Regions from separate parts of the Mus musculus genome. Here region 1 is linked to region 2. The links are chromatin contacts, called in public Micro-C maps. All regions are on one chromosome and are shown on one strand. The core of a region is the stretch at or near the end of the contact, and the rest is flanking DNA. Distances in the headings are between cores, read along the strand shown.

Region 1 (3,619 bases), core at 996-3,495, 560 kb before region 2:
ACACAGTGACGCAGCCCTCCCCTATCAATCACTAATTAAGAAAATTCCCTTGTCTGCATCTGGATCTTATGGAGACATTTTTTCAGGTGAAGTTCCTTCCTCTCAGATGACTCTAATTTGCTAGTCAGACAGTTGACATAAAATTAGCCAGCACATAGACAATCTTTTTGTTGGTTTGTCTTTGTTTTATTTTGAAACAAGGTCTTGTTGTGTATCCTCCCTGTGTGATCCAGGATGGCTTTGAACTCATGATTATCTATCTATCTTGATTATCTATCTTGATAATCTATCTCTGATTATCTATCTTGGACCTCCAGGGGTTACAGATATATACCACTGCTTTTTATTAGTCCGGACCCCAGGCAAAGCACACACTTCCTTATCCAATGCCAATGGGGGGAGGGTTTTTCCAACACTGCATTACTTAAAGCGCCTTCCCAGCATTCTGGCTTTGGACAAACGTCTTAAGTCTAAATTTCTGTCTTTCTAGAATTTGAGACTTGATAGGCTTCAGCCATCCCTTCCCTTCCCTGGGGTGTCAGGCAAGGATTCTGGGAGGGATTGCCTTCTCTGAGACCTGGAGACTAAACACATAATTAGGAACAAATAATGTGTGTGTGTTATGTGGTATATGTTTGTTTGTGTGTATATGTGTGTGGTGTATGTGTGTTTATGTATGTATATTGCACATATGTATACATGTGTATATGTGTATTTGTGTGTATGCATGTGTGTGCATGTATGTGTGTGTGCATGTATGTATTTATGTGTCTGTGTTGTGTGTGTACATGTGTAGGTGCATGAATGTGTGTGTGTGTGTGTGTGTGTGTGTGTGTGTATAAAATTCAGTGTGGCACATGAGTGAGATATAAGCTTGGGCACATGAAAAGAGGCCAGTCATGAAGGGCTTATATGGCAGGTTAGGATTATAGACCAAACTAGTCCCGAGAGTGGACAAGAGAACATTAAAAGCTCTGGGGTAAGATAATCAGGTTCAAACGACAAAGGAATGTAACAAATGATCCTTATATTAATAAGAGTATGCAGCTTGTTAGAAAACGCTGAAGTAGATTTTGCTGGCGGACGACAACCCCAGAGTGCATTGAAAGCACTAACCTTGACATTCCACACATAACACAAGCAACACACACACACTTCCCCCACCTGTTCTGGGTGTCCTGTCCATTGAACATGGAGACATTTTAGAAATACACAGCTCTTTTGAGAATGTTCCCCAAGGTTCCTTACCCTTCCCTGGCCCCCAAACTCTGCGATAAGAATCCCCCACCACCCCCAATCAGGAAAGGGGTGTGAGCAGCAGGCAGCCAAAGACTTAGAAGTACCCTGGGCCAAGGGCCAGGGTCTATTTTTAGGACATTCTCTCATTGTCTGTTTATCCCGCAAACTCAGCCTAAAGCGTTCAGGAGAGTGTCATTTGGGCTGGATGGAGGAGGAAAGCGAGGTGCTCCCAAGATGCTCCCGAGGTGCTCCCGAGACCAATGCCAGTAGTAAAGTGATCATCTCTAGACAGTGTTATTTCCTCAGCTTCTCCTAGGAGCTCCCGAAACGAACTGAAAATTTATTCCAGCCCTTTCCAGCCCCTCCCACCAGTTGTAGGAATGTGCTACTTCACAAAGGGAAGATTGTTGATATACTATTAAAGTTTTGTTTAAAGTATGAGTTCTACTGTGCTCTGTTCCAGCGCTTCCTGCTCTAAAAGCAATACTACATTGACAACTGGAAAACAGAGCGCCCCCTAACAGCCTCCGGTCATCTTCCTCCTTTGTGCCTTTCTCCCGCCAAGAGACAATGCGTACATTAACCAAAAAATTTAGCAAACTGTTTTAATCCAGTCACAATGCAAGAGGGACAGTGGTTCGCCTTGTGTCTCGTTTTATATTTTCCTCGAGGGACAAAATAGGTGGCCCCAGGAATTCCACCGGTTGTAAAACGCGCCACAGAAATGCGAGCTGACTAACAGCACCTTAACCCTTTACATCCTGCAGCCTAGACCTGATTTTAAGGACGTCCTTCCCGGGTCCCTTGTCTCCCTCTTTATTCCTCTCCGGCAGCCAGATCCTTCTCGTCAGGTGGCTCTCTAATTTCGCTGCCCTCTCTGGAGCATCCGAGAGACCCAGAGGATGGTCTCCGAGGCGGGTCCAGAGTCCCTTACCGGCAACCGTCACGGTCGTCCTTAAGGACCTCCGCCCGGCGCCAGTAAAGGCGGGTGTTTTGTTCTTATAAGGAGCAAAAAGTTTCCGTGACAACGCGGAAATGAGTAACTCTGTTGCCCAGTAAAGCTGGGCGGGAGGAGTCCAGGAGGCGGGAGCCGCCTTGGTCTAGTCGCCCGCATCCCTGGATCCCCGGCAGCCTGCAGACCCGGGACCACGACCCGCGCTTGGAGCGAGGCCCACTCGGTATCCCTGCGGCGGCCGCGGCCGAACGTAAGTGCGGGGTTCGACTATGAGGCTTTGCTGCCCCCACAAGCTGAGTGTGTGGGATGAAGGGCGCTCAGGGGACGGAGGATCCCCGTAGATGTGCGTGGGAGATCGTGACCAGGAGCTCTGAGGGACGTCTGCGGGAACCCTGGCCGGGACCGACCCCGGGAACTCTTTTAATGCACGCCCAGGAAGTGGGCATTATCTCCCTCATCACTCTCCGGGTGTGATGCACTGGGGTCTCTCTGCCCTCGTCTGCGCCACGGAGCCCCCAGTGCCTTCAGCAATCTGAGAGGCAGGCGGCTTCTGCTTCGGAGCCCCTAGCCGTGCCACGGGTTTGTGCCTAGAGCCGGGACCTTCCATCTCTTAAACCGTGTTGGGTAGCCGAGTCTCAGTCCTGGGAGAAAGGAACGGGAATGACGTTAGTTTCTTCATAGCTTGTCTTGACGCAAGGAGGTTGCTTCAGGCCGGATGAAGCCCCTGCCACTTCCTCTTTCAAGACTCCTAGTGAAGTAGACCCTGCACGTTTTTCTCTTGGGCTGTGTAGTCTATGCCCCATTCTCAAGGCCCACTCTGAGCCTCCCTCATTCTGGCTGACAGGTGAAGAGACTCAGAAGTTCCTAACCCCGATTCCCCGTACAAAATGGGAAAATAGTGACAGAACCAGGGAAGAACTACATTTAGCCTTTTGCCCCTCTACCTAGTATGAGACTGGTCATTCTTGCCAAAACAGAAGAGGCCAGATACTGGTACCATGTAAGCCAATGTCGGGTGGTTTTCTGTTGCCTTTCGGATTTCTTCTCTTTTACAAACTAGCTCTGTTTTGGGAGAGGCTACCAGCTGAACCCAACACAGCTTTGTGTGGCCACTCGTCCAGGTCAGCGGTGAGAAGGGTGACAGAGGCCGCTGTCATTCGCCTCCTGCCTGCCTGCCAGCCTGGTATGCCTAAGTGGCCTTCGTTATTTGCTGATTCCGTGTGAATGTCTGCTGCCCCAGGCATTCTGCCTTCAGATTTTTCCACTTGTGGGTAACCACGTGGTGGTTATATTCACTTTCTGCCTGGATCCCTGAGGAAGATGGGGAGCCCTCTGCTCACACATCTCCCTTTCTGTGGGTAACTTTCTTAGACGCAGCAGTTTAAGGTTCTGAAAGGGGGCAGAGACCTGAACTTTTAACCTGAT
Region 2 (3,972 bases), core at 1,347-3,846:
GCACATTCAAATCACCACAGGGCCTTTGTACTGCTGCTTCAGGGCATGGGACATGCAGCCCCCAAGAGAATTCCTCACACCTCCTTCTCCATGAGAACAGCCTGCCCTGCTTGTCTGTCTGTCTGTCTGTCTCCCTCCCTCCCTCCCTTCCTCCCTCCCTCCCTCCCTCCCCTGATCCTCCCAGTACTACCACTGCTTCCTGCTTCTTTATAGACCTTACCAAGACGTCAGTTGTGTCCTACTTATTGACTCTTGTTAGCAGAGTGTGAGTGACCCTAGACTCATACATCTGTATCAGAAACTGTATCACAGTAATAATAAGTAATGTTAAAAGTGGGGCCTTAGGCCAGTAAAATGATCCAGTAGGCAAAGACGAGACTAATTCCTGCTTCATAGACAGCCTTCTTTATTCTATAAAAAGCTCTCTGGGTGCTCTTACTTTGGCTCCCTGTCTCCCTGTCTGTCTTTCTTTCTTTTTTTTTTTTTTTTTTTTTTTTTTTTTTTTTTGGTTTTCTTCTCGAGACAGGGTTTCTCTGTGTAGCCCTGGCTGTCCTGGAACTCACTTTGTAGACCAGACTGGCCTTGAACTCTGAAATCTGCCTCCTTCTGCCTCCCAAGTGCTGGGATTAAAGGCGTGCGCCCTGCTCTGTCTTATTATTCCATTTCTTTTTATTTTATGTGCACTGGTGGTTTTTCCTACATATATGTCCATGTAAGGGTATCAGATCCCTGGGAACTGGAGTTATAGACAGTTGTGAGATGCCATGTAGGTGCTGAGAATTGAACGGAGGTCCTTTGGAAGAACAGCCAGTGCTTTTAACCTCTGAGCTGTCTCTCCAGTGCCCCCACCTGGGCTCTCTTAGAAGATTCCTGTCCTGTCCATGCAGGCTCCCTCTTCTGGGCTAATTATCTCCTAAGGCCTTACCGCCTAATGTTGTCATATTGAATTTAACTGATATGCCTATCTGTAGCTGTGTTCTTGGAATGCTAGCATATAAAAAGGTGTATGTGTGTGTGTATGTGTGTGTATCCACACATATGCGTGTGTGTGTGTGTGTGTGTGTGTGTGTGTGTGTGTATGTATGTATGTATGTATGTATGCATACACATGTGTGTGTATACATCCTGAGAAGAGAGGAGAGCAGAAATTGAAGAGTGTCCGCCTCGCTGGCCTCACTCTGTGAATTCTACACATTATTTTGTCATTTATGTCTCAGGCCACCTGAGGAAGAGTCTTACATCCTAGTTAGCAGATGGTGAATCCAAAGTCCCAGTCCATACAGCCAAGAAGCAGGGAGATAGATAGATCTTAAAACTCCTGCATGCTACCTTAGAGGCCTGAGAGCAGGTCTACATCAGACCTCTCCTCCCTGGGCCAGGCCCTTTGCCTAATAGTCACAAGAGGTTAGTGGGCCAGAAAGTCTCATGACGGGACATCTCAGTCCATCTGCGTGGACTCTGGGGGAGCCATGTGGGACTTGGGGTGAGGAGAGAAGGACTGCAGATCATGAGCAGTGCTTGGCACTAGGCACGCAGCTCCCTGCTCCACAAGCTTGCATGAAGCTTCAGGTTTGAGTCTCCTCACACTGCTCCAGTGTGAGTTCAAGGACAGCCTGGGCTGCATGAGGCCCTGACTCCAGAAGGAAGGGAGGAACTGTGGATCAGCAAGGTGTCTCGGTGGGGAAAGGTGGTCGCCCTCAAACCTGGAGACCGGAGTTCAGTCTGGGGACCCACGGGGAGGAAAGCGGGAACTGACTCCCACACGTTGTCCTCTAAGCGCCGCACATGCGCCGTGGCACGTCGCCCGCCCACACAAATAGATGAATAAGATTTTAGAGTGTTTAAATTTAAAACCCTCACTTAAAACGAGAGGGAATTCAGTTCCGATATACTGGGAATGCTGTGTTTGTTCTGACAGCCAGGATGAATCTAGACAAGTGTGGGGGGGGGCGCTCTGCCTGTGTCCCCATCCCAACACCCAAAAATATGCCCACTGTCCCGACCAATACCGGAGGACGATTGGCCCTGACTCTGCTCGCCTCACTCCTTGGTTTCTGCAGGGACCCCTCAGGCAGTGAGCTCTGCTCTCTGTTTATTCCCCCCTGTCCAGCCTGCCCTGATGAAATTCTTGAAATTTCATGGCGACAGGCAGAGTCCTGCTAAACTAGTTTTTGTTCTTCAGCCTCGGGGCCACTGAGCCCTCTGTTGAGGCCCAGAACAATGTCCCAATGTTCAGAGAGACTCCAAGTGGGTGGTGGTAGGGTCTGTGCAGATCAGAACCATCTTGCCCCAGTCTGCCTCGAAGGCCAGCTTCTTTCTGTCTCGGGGGCCAAAGTGTTGCTGGAAAGTCCCTCTGCCAAACCGGGAAAGCCCTGGCTCCACTACCAACCTCAGCACCCTGGGCACGTACCCTGGCATCCCTATGGTAGCTCTGCTCTTGCGCCACAGGAGCAGGCACACAGGGACAGGCCGTCTCAGGGGTAAGATGGCATACCTGGGAAACAGGAATAAGGCTTTCCCGGGGAAGAAGGAACAGAGCAGGCAAGGTGGGGAAGGGTGAGGTTAGATGCAGAGACTCGCTGTAGCGGGGTCCAGGCTCCTCCCACTTCCTGAGGCCCAGGCTCCTCCCACTTCCTGCCGGGCAGCGGTGGTTGATCCAGGACCAGCTGGTAAAACTAGGAAGTCCCAGGAGGAGATGGACCGATCACCTCATTTCCCCATGTCCTAGGTGGTCTAGGACAGAGGGAACTATCAGCCTGCCTCAGACCCAGCAGGGGGACAGTGTAAGGGCACCTTGGCAATGCGGCCAGGTTTCTGAGAGTTTGAGGTGACTGTTTTTGGGGTCCCCACGTTCTCAAACTCAACTGGCCTGCTTGCAAGGCAGGGCACCAGCTTTACCTGTGACATTTTAGTCAGAATTCAGGATGCATTGTGGCTGGGAGCAGAGCCTTGGTGGCAGTGGCTTTACAACCTGTGTAAGTCGCTCAGCCATCCGTGGGCTGGTTAGAGCAACAGACGCCGTGTGGAGCACGCCTTGGCTGCTTCCCCCGCTCTTCTCACCTCTCCCTGGGACGGAAATGGAAGGTGGGAGAGAGGTCCAGGGAGAGTCCCTCCTGCAGTCTTCCTTTACGCCTAGGTATTTACTGAGCACCTACTATATGCTAGGAACTACACAGGCCAACTCAAGGCTACAACTAGGTTTGAATCTTGCACTGAGTTAATCTTAGTGGTCCAGTCAGAACACACAGCGCTGCTGTGACCTTCAGTGGACCACTTCTCTTCAAACCCCTGATTCTTATTTTGTACCCAGGTTCAAAGGTTCCTCTCCCGATCCCGTACAGATGGGAAACTGGTAATGAGAACGGACCTGGCTCTAGCTGTAGGTTATGTTTGGAGGCGTCTCACAGAGCCCTCCCTCCAGGTTCTTCCCCTAGGTGCTTAGGCAGCCAGCTGGTCTCCGGCTGAGGCACTGGGGTTGAGAGCCAGCCCCACCTTATGCTGGGCTGCGTCCTGGTGAGACCCTCAGCTAGGCAACTCTATTCATCTGTCATCATTCGTCTGGCCAGGGACATGGGCCACCCTGTGCTCCCAGCAACCCATCCGCGGCCACTGGCTAATGCACAGAGAATCTCTTCATAGAATCGGTCTTACCCAGCCCGGCCCAGTGGCTGTGGGTCAGAGAGAGATTGGATGAGGAAGGGCACAGGACTCTGTAAGTGCATTCTGCCCACCTCCACCACAGTCCCTTCTACCTGGGTGCAAAGGTGCCCACGGGAAATGTGTCCGCACCGAGGAACAGAGCCTCTGTGTCCCCGCTACCATGCTGGATAGACCAACAGGAGGGACGAGGATTCAAAAGCCCTTGTCTGGCCTGACCGTCACTCCAGCAAAGGTCAGTGAGGGCTTGGTGCAGGCCGAAAGGCTGTCGTCAGGGCTGACACAGGGTTTCTGGCTCCCTTAAACAAGAGCGTA

What was found. Hi-C and Micro-C count contacts between places; a contact is called where the count stands out from the background.
Region 1: a contact with region 2 is called in a Micro-C map of embryonic stem cells, with 1.9 times the contacts expected there. The contact joins the promoter of Itprip here to the enhancer-like site in region 2. A contact is called at or near these places in 6 of 39 promoter capture datasets (the 3T3-L1 cell line, 3T3-L1-derived adipocytes, the HPC-7 cell line and 2 more), 11 of 484 Hi-C or Micro-C datasets (B cells, cardiomyocytes, cerebellum and 6 more) and 6 of 115 datasets of contacts at active chromatin or transcription factors (craniofacial prominence, embryonic forebrain, embryonic limb bud and 3 more).

Annotation. Positions count from the first base shown.
Region 1 is chr19:47,917,949-47,921,567 of GRCm38.p6, reverse strand. It overlaps Itprip (inositol 1,4,5-triphosphate receptor interacting protein), which reads left to right and starts at 2,245. Exons shown (of 2, transcript NM_001362458.1): 1 at 2,245-2,444.
Region 2 is chr19:47,358,010-47,361,981 of GRCm38.p6, reverse strand. The region is part of intron 5 of Sh3pxd2a (SH3 and PX domains 2A); the gene reads left to right. Among named protein-coding and RNA genes, the nearest start is that of Gm36885, 68 kb to the left of the region's middle. Within about 2 kb of position 2,596, at least 64 of the 459 cell types and tissues checked have an H3K27ac peak or open chromatin away from gene starts, as enhancers often do. A contact at or near this core is called in craniofacial prominence and embryonic stem cells, where this site is marked.